Regions from separate parts of the Sus scrofa genome. Here region 2 is linked to region 1. Evidence: chromatin contacts called from public targeted proximity ligation data. All regions are on one chromosome and are shown on one strand. The core of a region is the stretch at or near the end of the contact, and the rest is flanking DNA. Distances in the headings are between cores, read along the strand shown. Region 1 overlaps MICAL3 (F-actin-methionine sulfoxide oxidase MICAL3). Region 2 overlaps MICAL3 (F-actin-methionine sulfoxide oxidase MICAL3).

The links.
Region 2: a contact with region 1 is called in a targeted proximity ligation map of skeletal muscle. A contact is called at or near these places in 1 of 5 promoter capture datasets (liver), 4 of 47 Hi-C or Micro-C datasets (fibroblasts, liver and skeletal muscle) and 1 of 2 datasets of targeted methods (skeletal muscle).

The regions. Positions count from the first base shown.
Region 1 is chr5:70,034,698-70,041,480 of Sscrofa11.1, reverse strand. The region is part of intron 2 of MICAL3 (F-actin-methionine sulfoxide oxidase MICAL3); the gene reads left to right. Among named protein-coding and RNA genes, the nearest start is that of MICAL3, 95 kb to the left of the region's middle.
Region 2 is chr5:70,124,652-70,131,229 of Sscrofa11.1, reverse strand. It overlaps MICAL3 (F-actin-methionine sulfoxide oxidase MICAL3), which reads left to right. Exons shown (of 40, transcript XM_021092508.1): 2 at 2,267-2,488. Among named protein-coding and RNA genes, the nearest start is that of MICAL3, 5.0 kb to the left of the region's middle.

The DNA.
Region 1 (6,783 bases), core at 3,576-6,075:
TTTCATTCAAAAAGATAGATGTTCTCCTTATGTTTATTGAAGCACTGTTCACAAGTCATGGAAACAACCTAGTGTCCATCAACAGATGAATGGATTAAGAAGATGTGGTGCAGGAGTTTGCATTGTGGCTCAGTGGGTTAAGAACCTGACATAGTGTCCGTGAGGTTGTGGATTCAGTCCTTGGTGTCGCTCAAGGATCTGGCATTGCTGCAAGCTGCAGCTTAGGTCACAGATGTGGCATGGGTCTGGTGTTGCTGTGGTTGTGGTGTAGGCTGGAAGCTGTAGCTCTGATTTGACCCCTAGTCCAGGAACGTCCATATGCCACAGGTGTTGCTGTAAAAAGAAGAAATAGAGAAGATATGGTACGTATACACAATGGAATATTACTTGGCCATAAAAAACAAAATAATACCATTTGCAGCAACATGGGTGCAATTAAAAATTATCTTACTAAGTGAAGTAAGTCAGAAGGAGAAAGGCAAACACCATATGATATCACATGTGGGAACTAAAATATGGCACAGATGAACCTATCAATAGAATAGAAACAGACTCACAGATATGGAGAACAGATTTGTGGTGGCCAAGGTGGAGGGAAGGAAAGTGGGAGGGACTGGGAGTTTGGGGTTAGTAGATGCAAACTATTATATTTAAAATGGATAAACAGTGACGTCCTGCTGTATAGCTTAGGAAACTATATCCAATCACTTGTGATAGAACATCATAGAAGATAATATGAGAAGAAGAATGTAAATATATATGTAACTGGGTTACTTTACCATATAGCAGAAATTGATAGAACATTGTAAATCAACTAATAAAAAATTTCAAAAAATCCTTTGCTCATTTAAAAATTTGGGTTACTTTTTTCTTATCAAGTTGTGAGTTCTTTATATATTATGGAAATGAGTTCCTTATCAGATATATGATTTGCAAATGTTTTATCCCACTCTGTGGGTTATCCTTTCACTTTTTTTTTTGGCTGCGCCTGGGCCAGGGATCAAACCCAAGCCACAGCTGTAACTAGAGTCACAGTAGTGACAAAGCTGGATCCTTAACCCACTGAGCCACCAAAGAACTTCTCCTTTCACTTTTTTCCCCCCTCCATTTTTGGCTGCCCTGTGGAATGTGGAGTTCCTGGACCACAACCACAGTTGCAAGCTAAGCTACAGCTGAGCCAAGGCCAGATCCTTACCCCACTGTGCTAGGTCAGGGATCAAATCCGAGTTCCAACACTCCCAAGACACCACCAATCTCATTTTGCCATGGTGGGATCTCCTTCCTTTCACTTTCTTAACAGTGTTGTTAATTTTGACAAGTCATATTTGCCCTCAGTTCTTGAGTAAACCTAGATTTACATGACAAATTTCTATCTTTCAGGTGTTTCTTATTTTTGATGAGTCTCTGCAAGTTGAATAGTCTATAACCAGTCTCATAACCTTTAATACTCAGACCTTCTTATGTTGGTGACTTTGTTTTAGCTTTTAGAAATTTATTTTTTTTATTAAAAAAAATTTTTTTTTTTGTCTTTTTGCCATTTCTTGGGCCACTCCTGCGGCATATGGAGGTTCCCAGGCTAGGGGTTGAATCAGAGCTGTAGCCACTGGCCTACACCAGAGCCACAGCAACGGGGGATCTGAGCCGCATTTGCAGCCTACACCACAGCTCACAGCAACACCAGATCCTTAACCCACTGAGCAAGGGCAGGGATCGAACCCTCAACCTCATGGTTCCTAGTCGGATTCGTTAACTACTGAGCCACTATGGAAACTCCAGCTTTTAGAAATTTAAGATCCTGTGAAAGTGGAGACTAAGGCGTGTATCCTTTTTATAGCATTTTACTCACCATGTCACTGGTAAAAAAACAACCATAAGCTGATGACTGATTGGGGCCAGGCTTCTGGGAATAAGTTGGAGGTGGGACACAAGTATACTGAAGTGATGTTTAAGCACAAGCCAGGAAAATGAAGCCATGTCATTTCCCATTGTGATCTTAACTCTCTTGTCTCATCTAGTGAGATTTTGGCTCTATTTACTATAAGGCATGGAATTTAATAACTAGAAGTGTATCTGGGGTATTTGGAGAAGTTACCGCAATGAAAAACAGAAACTGTCTCCTACCCTGATCCTATTCCCTGATCCCCTGAAATATCCCTACAGAGTATTTCAGTAGTCACCCTCCTCCCTATGTGTTCAAACAAGACTAAAAAAAAGTAAGACTTCTTACTTACATAATAGTGTTCTGTCAGCTGTCTCATTTGCTTCTACCACCTGTATAGCAGTAAAGTAGTATGTCCCCCGCTGAGGGAGCCTGCTTAGGAGGTGGGCTTTCTCATCCAAGACCATATCTTAACGAGTAGGTGGGGAGGCTGGGGCCTCTTTGGAGGGATGTACTTGGGATTATTGGCAAATATGCCTTATTTGTGCCTTATTTGTTCTGTATCCTTTTTAGCTCTATTGGGTATTTCCATTTCTAGGTTAGGTGAATGAATGTGTTGATTTCTTTGCCTGTAATCTGAGCAAGTGGGTATGAACCATGTAGCTGAGGCCTGGAGGGTGCATGGAGCATAGGAACAGATGTGTGAGGGAGAGGAGACCTGGGTAAGGACAGTGGAGAAGGTAAGTCCTGTCTGTCCAAATGCAGGAATGTTGTGAGGTTTATGAAATAGGGCAAGAGTCAAGTAGAGTATAAGACAGTTTGAAAGTTCCCAAGCTTGTACATGTAACTCATGAAGCATCTAAGCATGAAGCATCTAAGATGGCTCTTTTGGCACGTGTACTTGTGAAACGAAGCCTACTTCTGCATTCCCACCTTGAACAGAGCTACCTGTTATAAGTGGGTGACAGTGGCATCTTGGATTGCTTCTGGCCTTTCTCTTTTGCAGAACTCAGAATCTTCCACATAGCTTTGTGATCAGAGCTGAACTGAGACTAGCGGTTCTTTTACAGAAGTCAGTCTTGGAATGCTTGAGAAATTTCTGTCTGCCTTATTCTTGATGGACAGAGACTTTGAGGACGGTTGTGATGTGATTATGTTGGGGGGGGGCTCTGGAGTCAGATTGCCTAGGTTTAGCTCCATCTTCTACCACTTGGAACTACGTGACCTTGAGTATGTTACTGTTCCATTTCTTCACCCAAAAATGTAGATAATATCTGTATCATAGGGTTTTGTGAGGATTAAATGCAGTCTTGTGTGTAGTTCATCACATCGTAAGCACGTATTAAATATTAGCTACAATGATTACCGATGCTGTTGTTGCTGTGAAACAACCAAAACATTAATTTGGTCCCAGCCTTTATAGTGAAGTGGGTCATCGGGTTGGGTAGCAGGATTTTTGGTGAGATGTGGAGTGTGAGAAGAAATAACAATCTGGAGTTCCTCTTGTGGCGCAGTGGTTAACGAATCCGACTAGGAATCATGAGGTTGAGGGTTCGATCCCTGCCCTTGCTCAGTGGGTTAACGATCCGGCGTTGCCGTGAGCCATGGTGTAGGTTGCAGACGCGGCTTGGATCCCGCGTTGCTGTGGCTCTGGCGTAGGCCGGTGGCTACGGCTCCGATTCGACCCCTAGCCTGGGAACCTCCATATGCCGCGGGAGCAGCCCAAGAAATGGCAAAAAGACAAAAAAAAAAAAAAAAAAAAAAAAAGAAATAACAATCTAATGACTCCCACTTGCTGGTGCCTCCTGTGTTGGGCCCTGCAGTGTGGCCCTTATGTGTATAAAGTCTGTTTACTTCTCTTGACATCATGCAGGGCAGTTTTATCACATCACAGAGGGCCGTGCTCAGGGCAGACAGCTGGATCGGGACCTCCGCTTGCTACTTCATTGCTTTCCTTGTCTGTGGTTGCCTTGGCAGCCAAAGTAGCAAGGAATGTCATCCTTTGCCCAGAGCCTGTGATTTCAGCTACTCACATAAGCCATTGCCTGAAGGGATGTAGGATTTCCAGGACATATATCTTTTTGGGGGAGTGAGTCTTTTCTTTTGTGGTGATTGAACAGTGAAGAGGAGAATCTCGGGGCCTTGACTTTGAAAAAGCTTCATGGGAGTTCCCACTGTGGCTCAGCGGGTTAAGAATCTGACTAGTATCCATGAGGATGTGGGTTTGATCTCTGCCCTCACTCAGTGGGTTAAGGATCTGGCGTTTGCTGTGAGCTATGATGTGGGTTGCTGATGTGGCTCCCATCTTTCGTTGCTGTGAATGTGTTGTAGGCCGCCAGCTGCAGCTCCGATTCAACCCCCAGTTTGGGAACTTTCATATGCCACAGGTGCGGCTCTAAAAAGACCAAAAAAAAAAAAAAAAAAGTTCATGACCACCTATTGGTCTTCCTTCCACCCATGGCAGATACCTGCAGCCTTGACTGCAACTCCAGGCTGAGGGATGAGGCTGGAAGGGGGTCTTGGGGCCCATCCTCTACTCTCCTGATGCAGTGATATAGATGGGTGCAGGGCCTCGGTGACCCCTCCTGTGTCCTAGCTGCTCTCGGATACATATTCTTTAGAGGCCAGTCCCTTATCAGGTGTATAATGTGTATAAATCTATTCCCATCCTGTGGGTTATGTTGTCACTTTTTTGATGGTGTCCTTTGTAGCTCAACATTCCCTTGCCACCCCTGCCAAGTTTCCCACATGGTGAGCCTTTGTGTGGGATGCCACAGATGAAAGAGAAGAGGAGGGTAGTGACCCCTTTCCTGTGCGTGTTCTTCCCTTCATCCTCTCAAGGTAACTAACCTGGAGAAGAATTCAGATTCAAGACTCATGCACTGGTGGCGTGTGGTCTGCGAGTGCAAGCATGGGGCGGCCTGTGGGTCTGACAGTGCCAAAGATGACATACTGGTGGGTCAGGTTACAGTTGCTGTGGGAACTGTGACCTTTGAGTTTCCTGGCTTATGCATGGAATTTCAGTTGCATAATTCTACAACTTGGATTTTTTTCCTCTTCTCACCCTCCCTCTTGGCATTTAATTTTTTATCTGAGTGAATGAGATCTGAGCTCTGTGCCTCTCTGTCTCCTCCTGGGCAGAGTCTCACTCACATTCCTTTCCCGGATGCTCTCCCAGACTGTGCCAGGTGGGAGACCAGCCCCAGACCCTGGCCTGTGGGGATCTTCCTCTCATCTCCGGCAAGGCCCTGAGGTTGGGCAGGCTGGTCTGGAGAGACTCCTCCGATGGATTGCTGTGTGTCCAGGGTAAGCCCAGCTTTCCCCATGTGCCCGTTTCTCCCAAGTGGGCCTTGCTCATTTCCACTTGTCCATTTGTATTTACCTGGTCCTGTGTGCCCTGAGTGTCCCCCCAGCTGGCTTAGCTACTTCTACCCAGACTTTACTTTCCAATGGGAGTCCCACCTTCTCTGGGAAACTGTTGTCACTACTGTAGCCTAAAATTATCCCACTTCCAGTGAATAACATTTGACCTAAACATTTCATTCGGAATTTAATTAGATACTGTATCAGGGTATTTTTCTTGTCTCAAGAATATTTGTCATTCGAGGTAGAGGTAGCGGTCTTTTTTTTTTTTTTTTCCATATAACATTCTTGAGGGTCATGATTTTAAGTCATCATTTTGCTTGGGTTTTGTATTCATTTTTGTTTTTGTTTTTTGCTTTTTAGGGCCATATCTGTGGTGTATGGAAGTTCCCAGGCTAGGGATCGAATCAGAGCTACAGCATCCAGCCTACACCACAGCAACATAAGATCCTAGCTGCGTCTGCGACCTACATACGCCACAGCTTACGGCAACACTGGATTTTTTAACCTACTAAGAGAGGCCAGGGAGTGAACTCTCATCCTCATGGATACTAGTTGGATTTGTTTTCCGCTGAGCCATGACAGGAACTCCTCATTGTTTTCCTTGTTAAATGGTCACTGGCTTATGTTTGAATTAATAAGCATGTGTTCTTTTTTTTCCCCCTTTTTGGCCGCCCTTCGACATATGGCGCTCCCAGGCCAGGGATCAGATCCGAGCTGCAGTCTCAGCTTAAGCCTCAGCTGTGGCAATGCCGGATCCTTTAACCTGCTGTGCCGGACTGGGGATCTAACCTACATCCCAGTGTTCCCAAAATGTCACCGATCCTCTTGCACAACAGCAGAAATTCTAAGCATATATTCTCTTAGTGTCTGTCATGAGGAAGGCATTGGGCCAAGAGTTGTGAGGGACACAGGAAGAAACAAAACCCTTAAATTCCTACCTTAAGGTGGTGAGCCTGGCTCTCCGTGCCTGCTGTCTTGCCCTGTGTCCTCTTCTTTCTCTCTCAGTGGACTCTAAACCCAGAGTTCCTGGAAGGCCCATCGATTCTCCACACAGCCTGTGCGTGTGTATGTCCTCTGGCCCTGAGAAAGCTCCCACCTTCACAGCTCATCCTCTGAGGAGGACAGCACTTCACCACTCAGCCCTTCCTGACCCGGGAGCGGAGGTTCCTTTCTGCTATTTCCTCTTACCTTCTGCTGTCCTTTCCCCCCACAGCATGCAAATATAAACTTGTTTGCATATTGGCTTTTTTATCCTGATGGTTATGCCCACCTCTGGGGTGTGCCAGACATTTGTTCACTTCTGTGCTCAGGCCCAACATGATGCCTGGTACTTGGGGGACTCACAGTAAATGCTAAGTGACTCGGTAGTCTTAGAGAGATGGAGGTGTAGAATGTATCGTATGTAGAAATATAAAGTGACTAGTAATTTATCCACAGATTATATTGCTCCAGTTGGCTTGCAGTAGCCAGGCCTTATGAATCCATGTGATGCCCCTCTCTTGACATAAAAATGGAAACTGCTTTGATTGAGGCAAAAT
Region 2 (6,578 bases), core at 1,965-4,464, 91 kb before region 1:
TCCTGCTGCAGAGATTGGGGTTCCATCGCCAGCCCCGGGGCCGTGAGTTAAGGATCTGGCATTGCTGCAGCTGTGGTGCAGGTCACAGCTGTGGTGCAGGTTGCAGCTCTGGCTCGAATTCGATCCCTGGCTTGGGAACTTTCATATGCCTCTGGTGCAGCCACAAAAAAAAAAAGAGAGAGAGAGAAGTGGGAACAAGGCAGTTCTTTCCAATCTGAAAGCCCTGACCTGTGTCAAGATTTGTATTGTTGGAATCCTTTCATTTTGGGAAAATTAGTGGAGTAAATGAGACACGAAACCCACGCAATAGCCATTCCCTAGCCCAAGCTGTGGGACTTGCTGTTCTTTCTGTTTGCCAGGTACAGTGTGTCTTGCCTGAGCAGGGTCCTGAGGTTGTGGATTTGCTCACCTACTTTGAACATGTGGTAAGTTGGTGTTTCTGTAGCAGAAGGAGCTCTGGAATGGGAGATAGGCTATGCCGCTTGGAATCTTAGGGACCTCTGGAAGGTCGGCTTAGTCCTCTGAGTCTGTTTTCTCATCTGAAGACATGAATACCAACACCTGCCACATGGGGTATTGTGAGGCTCAAAAGAGATCATGTGACAGCCACTAGAGTGCTTTATATCACTGCAATAGTTCAGAGGAATGAGGGTGATGATATGCTGGGGTGAGTAAGGAGAAGAAAGTCTAATTCCACCTCGAAGTTCTGTAATCTTCCTCTTTGACCCAGAGTCTTGACTCTTGACTCTTCTTTGCAAAGGTCAGACGCCCACTTGTAGAGTCAGCCCAGCCTGTCTGCCCTTTCCAAGCTGGCTCTACATTTCACTTTGACAGACAACATCCAGAGCTGCCCCTCTCGACACGTCTCATCCAGCCAGAGCCCTGTGGTACAGGGAATCAGTGGTCAAGCTCTGGGTACAGTAGGATCATGCCTGGTGGGGAACTTTGGCCAGAAGCAAGCCAAAGAGATAAGTATTGGCAGGGTGGAGATGATGTTTTCCCATGACGGTCAAGGGGTGTGCCTTCCTCACTCCAGGTCTGCGTCAGTTAGATGGCATTTTTATGGCTCTTTTTTAAAGCCTGAACTTGGAGTTCAGGGCAGAACTCAATGCTTTCTGTTTCCTCCTCTCCATATAGACACAGCAGGACTCTTACTTTGCTTCTGTGTCTCAGAAGTAACCATCATCAAAATCATAGTTGTCCTCTGTCACTTTATAGTAACGATGGTGCAATCTGTGTGGTCCTGAATTTACCGTGCCCCACGTGCTATTCCAAGTGCCTTACATCGAACTCATCTTAATCACCAACAGCCCTGGGACAGGAATCCTGCTGTCACCCCATGTTGTAGATGAAGACGCTGGACAGCAGGGCGGTCACACAGGCAGGCAGAGCGAGGCTGGGACCTCAGTGAGGCAGTTTGGCTGGAGTCTTTCTTAGTGGGTCATTCTGGCTGTACACACGCTCTCACTTACCCTTGGGTGCTTGACGGCCAACCTGTGAGCAAGGCAACAGAGGTGTATTATTTTTACTCCTCTTGCCAGATGGGAAACTAAAGTTCAGAAGCCGTCTGAGCTCCAAACTCATGGTTTCAGCGGCAAAGCTGGAATAGTTACTGGAGATTTGTCACCAGGGCCCACGCCAGGGGCATTCTTCAAGGATGGCTGGAAGCCCCATGCAGACCTGCCATCCAATTTCCACATATTCTCACCCACCCAGGAGTCAGGGTTCACCTGAGCAGATCTTCATGCTGCCGTGACATGAAGCAAGTAACAGAAGCTCGCTGCAGACCAGCCAGTCCTGCCCTGTCGTAGAAGGTGGAAAGAGGCTGGTCCCAGCCAGGTCCTTCCTGGCTGCATCCAAATAAAGCTCATTACTCCTCCCTTCAAACTCGCTACTGTGTTTTGCCCTTTATGCCTCTCTTGTGCGTCCTTCACAATAGCTATTTGTTCTATTCCCTACTCAGCAGTGCCCTTCCTGGGAACCGGGAACAGAGCCCCCATCTTGGACACCTGTGAGTCTAGCTGGTGCAGAGCAGTAGGCATACAATGCCCTAAGGGACCCCAGCTCCCAGAGCTGTTCTGGACCATTATCCTGACCTTCAGCTTCCCTTGCTGTGTGAGAGGTTGGAACCCAGGAGATACAGGCCCTAAGGCAGCCCCAATTGGCAGAGACACAGAGGTGTTTGCAGATGTGATAGCCCAACCTGCCTTCTTGCCTGTGAATAATTTGCAAGGTTCCCTCTAATGCTGTCTTTCTTGTCTCCTAGGAAATAATCGGATATACTCAGTCCCTCTGAGTGCTAGGATTTTGGAGTTGGAAGGAGCCTCTACTACAGTCAAAGAAACTGAGGCCAGGGAGGGAAAGTGATATCACTCAGCTGGAGGACGCTGCACCCCCTGCCCGCCAGTGCCATCCCAGAGAGGACCTCACCTTGGCTTCAGATGTTTCATCAGCAGCCCAGACATCCCACCATTCATCACGCTTTGGGGTAAGTCACAGCATCTGAGATTACTGTTTGTGCACAGATCCTGGCTGGAAAGAGCACGGGCCTTGCTCCCTCGAGAGCAGCTCTGGTTCCCAAAACCTGTGGTTTTCCCTCACGGGCCCTTTGGGGAACTGATGGAGGGACTCTCAACACAGTGCCACGATTGTTATTGATTAATGATTTTATTTACTAGAGAAACATCGCAAAGCAGGATTGAGGGAGGGGAAATTAAAAGTGGACATTTATATTTAAAAGGCCAGAAACCACTGACAATCTTTATGTCCCAAGTTATTTACTGAAATGGAATTTTGGGTCAGTAAGCCCAGATCAAGGTATTTGGGTAGTGGGAGGGGAGGAGAAATGTAGGGAAGATTTTCGGAAATCTTCACTTCACATCTCAGGTGAGAGTGGTGGAAAGGAGAGGGATGGTAAGGACTTCAAAGAAGTGAAAGGGTGGCTGTCATCCCTACCAGTCCTGGCAGCCTCGGTCAGTCCTAAAATTGGATTTCTTACTCAGCTGACTGTAGTAAGTAAAACAAACATTTGCCCAGCACTGTCCCATGGATCCAGGGCCTAAAAGAAATAAAGTCATAACTATAAAGTAAACCAGAGTAATTGCAGTTCACCTTTGCATTTGTTTTAATTATTTTTCTCAGGCTGTGACTCAAGTGCACCTTGTATCCCCGCCCTGAGCCCAGTACCAATCTCCATAGATAACCTGACCCCACCCAGCACCTGCTTCTGGGCCAGAGTAAGAATGACACCAGACAGACCACTAAAAAGCTGGTCAAGTGAAGAAAGCAGGTGTCTGAGCCTGTATTTCAACCCATGACAATTCAATTCATTGCGAAACTTGTTAAGGACTGCTTGTCCCAGATCCAATCTGCTGTTTTTGTAAAGGCTTCTTTCCCTGCAGATCATTCTGCACAGGAAGGATTACAAAGCTCCCGAAGCCACGTTCTGGGCTGTGTTGTGAGGTTCCATCACCTACAGGGCCCGGCGTGCCAGCCCTCTTTCTGGGTCGTGTTATCGTGGGCTTGGGCATGAAGTCTTCCTGGGGACAGTGTAGGTGTCTGTGGCCACAGGAGAGAGTCTGCCCCCCACCCCGGTCCCAGTCTCCTGTCCTCACTGGGGACAGGCTGCCTGGGAGCTGGTGCAGACCCTCCTGCAGGCATTCTCTGGGAGAAAGGGATGGAGGAAGGTGAGGTCTGCCATCATCACCCTCCTATTCTGCATCCCACTGGGAAGTGAGTTTGTTCTTTTTTTTTTTTTTTTTTTTTTCGTCTTTTTAGGGCTGCACCCAAGGCATATGGAAGGTCCAAGGCTAGGAGTCAAAGTGGAGCTGTAGATACTGGCCTGTGTCACAGCCGCAGTGACATGAGATCCGAGCTGCGTTTGAGACCTACACCACAGCTCACGGCAATGCCGGATCCTTAACCCACTGAGTGAGGCCAGGGATTGAACCTGCAGCCTCATGGATACTCGTCAGGTTCTTAATCCACTGAGCCACAATGGGAACTCCAAAAGTTTGTTCTTTGTGCATCTGGTCCAGAACTGTAGTGGGACAGTGGGAGGAGATGACAGGTAAGCACACCACACCCTTCCCTGAAGCCCTCATGGCAAAAGGCAGTGACCTGGGGAGCAGAAATGAGGGGTAAGTCCATGTTCCCCTCTCTGACAGCCCGTCCGAGGGACCCAAGAGAAGAGAGGTGGAAACGTAGGAACCATGTGTCACCACAGCAAACCTGGAACCTCAGTGTACCCTGGCGATGGTGGAAGCCACCATGCAGTCACAGCCCAGTGGGGAAATAGATGAAAGCGTCGCTTCTTCTCTCTCTAGGGCTGTCTCGGAGGACTCCATTCCCCTCTGACTTCCCTGCACAGGCCTCTGTCATTATGATTTTCCATTTTCCGTGCCTCCAAAAACGTTCTCCTGGTGTTTTACAAAACCTGATCTGATTGTTTAGTGTCTGCTCCTGTTTTAGTTACAATGATTCATACCCAGAGTAAAAATAATTCAAACAAGACCAAAAAGTACAAGAGAGTAAGAATCACCTGAGGTCCCACCATCTGTAAATGACACTCTGCCCTCTTGAGCACTGCCCTCCCTCAGAAACCAGCATGCGTGGGTAGTGAGGCATGTTTGCATGGCCTGTGACCCAAGTACGGTGTGTCACATCTACAACACAGGACTAAGTCATCCTGCTCTTACTACTGACAACCTGCATGTTTCTAGCTCTTTGCAGTAAAAAGCAGTTGACCTCCTTGATCCCACGTAACCTGAGTCCTGGAGGAGACCTCTGGGTTCGGGGTCAGGGTTGGGGGTGGGGTGGCAGGGTGTGCAGTTCTCTTCTCTCTGTGCTCAGTTCTAATCACCCCTCATAGTTAGGGTACAAACTGTCGTACTTTACAGCCTAGAAAGCGCCTCTACATCATTGTAGTTGTCACAGAGCGAGATGATGAAAAGTGAGACAAGCAGTCACAGTGTGATGCTAGCGCACTGAGAGTCGCCATGGCACATACAAAGGCCCTGACAGCCACGTTTACTGAGAAGCAGCAGCGCCAGGACCACTGCCTGCTCTCGTAGCCTCACCTTCCCCACCCTAGAGAGAATATGCCTGCAGTTCAGAGAAGCCAAGTAGACTTGATCACACGTCCACTGCAAACCCTGGAGGGATTCTGGTCTAGAAGTGCCTGACCTCACAGCCCCTGGTGAGGCACCTGACAAAACTCTGACCATTTTGTCATCTCCACTTCAGAGATGAGGAGACCAAGGTCAGAGGGTGAGTGATTTGCCCAAAGATCTAGAGCCAGGATTCTAACCATTTGATTCTGAGCCGCTGCTCCCACCACCAGGCACCTGTCCCTTTCCTCTTACAGAGCTCTTCTCTCTAGAGAAGAGGGTTCTTACTAAGATCTTTCCTGCTGCTCTGAAACCCTATCCCTTCTTCAAAGGGAGCAAAGGTCGGCAGAGAGTGAGCTCGTGGCCACACCAGGCGCAAGTCGTGGAGCTCAAAGCAGACCCAAACTATCCCTTCTTGTAACTTTCTTGTACTTTGGGGACAGGGCAGAATTGGTCTGTCTCATCCATTCCTTTCAGAGAGGAGGGAGAGAGTGCCTTTATTCTTGGGGGTATGAAACTAGAGATGATGAAACAAAATGGAATGAGATGCAGAGGAACCACTTAAATGCAGGGTGGGTGAAAGGCACATACCAGGAATTAAACGCAGCATCTTTTCTGGCGTGTAGGCAAAGGGTTGGTTTGTGAAGGCAATTAGGTGATCAAAATTAATATTTTCCTCTTTAAAGATAACAATTTTTATTTATAAAGCACTCCTTGCTGGACCGAGCTCAAAGCATTTACTGAGTGCTGGCTAATTACCCCACCCAGTAAACAATCTGGCAGGTAGGAAAAGAGAGATAATGCTCCCCATTTGCAGGTGGGTGCTACTGTGCTCAGAGCCAGCCCCCAGAGACTCAAAAATAGAAGGCGCGCCTCCCACCCACTGCTTCCACACGTCCTCCTGAGAAAGGACAGCCCCCTTGCTGGCCACCGCTCAGGAACTACAGCTCCCAGCAGACACCGGGAGGGGACGGCTGTGCTCCCCGTGCACAGTCCAGATTCCCAAATATGGAGAAGGACTGGGCTTGGGGAGAGGAACCCAGCGTTCACCCTGCAGAGAGGGAGGGAGGATGAGGTAAGTTTGGAACATTTAACTCTGTCACCTAAACGTCTGCCTGGGCTTTGAAATACAGCAGCCACAGTCATGGTCTCTAATAAATCTTTCTGGAAGCTCTCACCCTGAAATCAAGCATGTAGCTCAACAGAGCCCTGTTCTCACCCTGAGGTTGGATGTGTGCTGATGGGGGCTGCAGCCCTAGGCGGTCACACACCCTCTCTGAGTCCGACCAGTTCAGAAAGTGATGTTGGCAGCAGTGGGAAAGGAATCTGAGTGGAAAACAGCTCTTTAGCCATGGGAGCAGCACTCCAGGGGCAGGGCTGGCAGCCAGGCAGAAGGAGAGCCAGGAGGACAAGGGTTACCCTTTCTGCCACAGAGGCTGCTGAGCCCACCTGGCAGGAAAAGCATGAGAG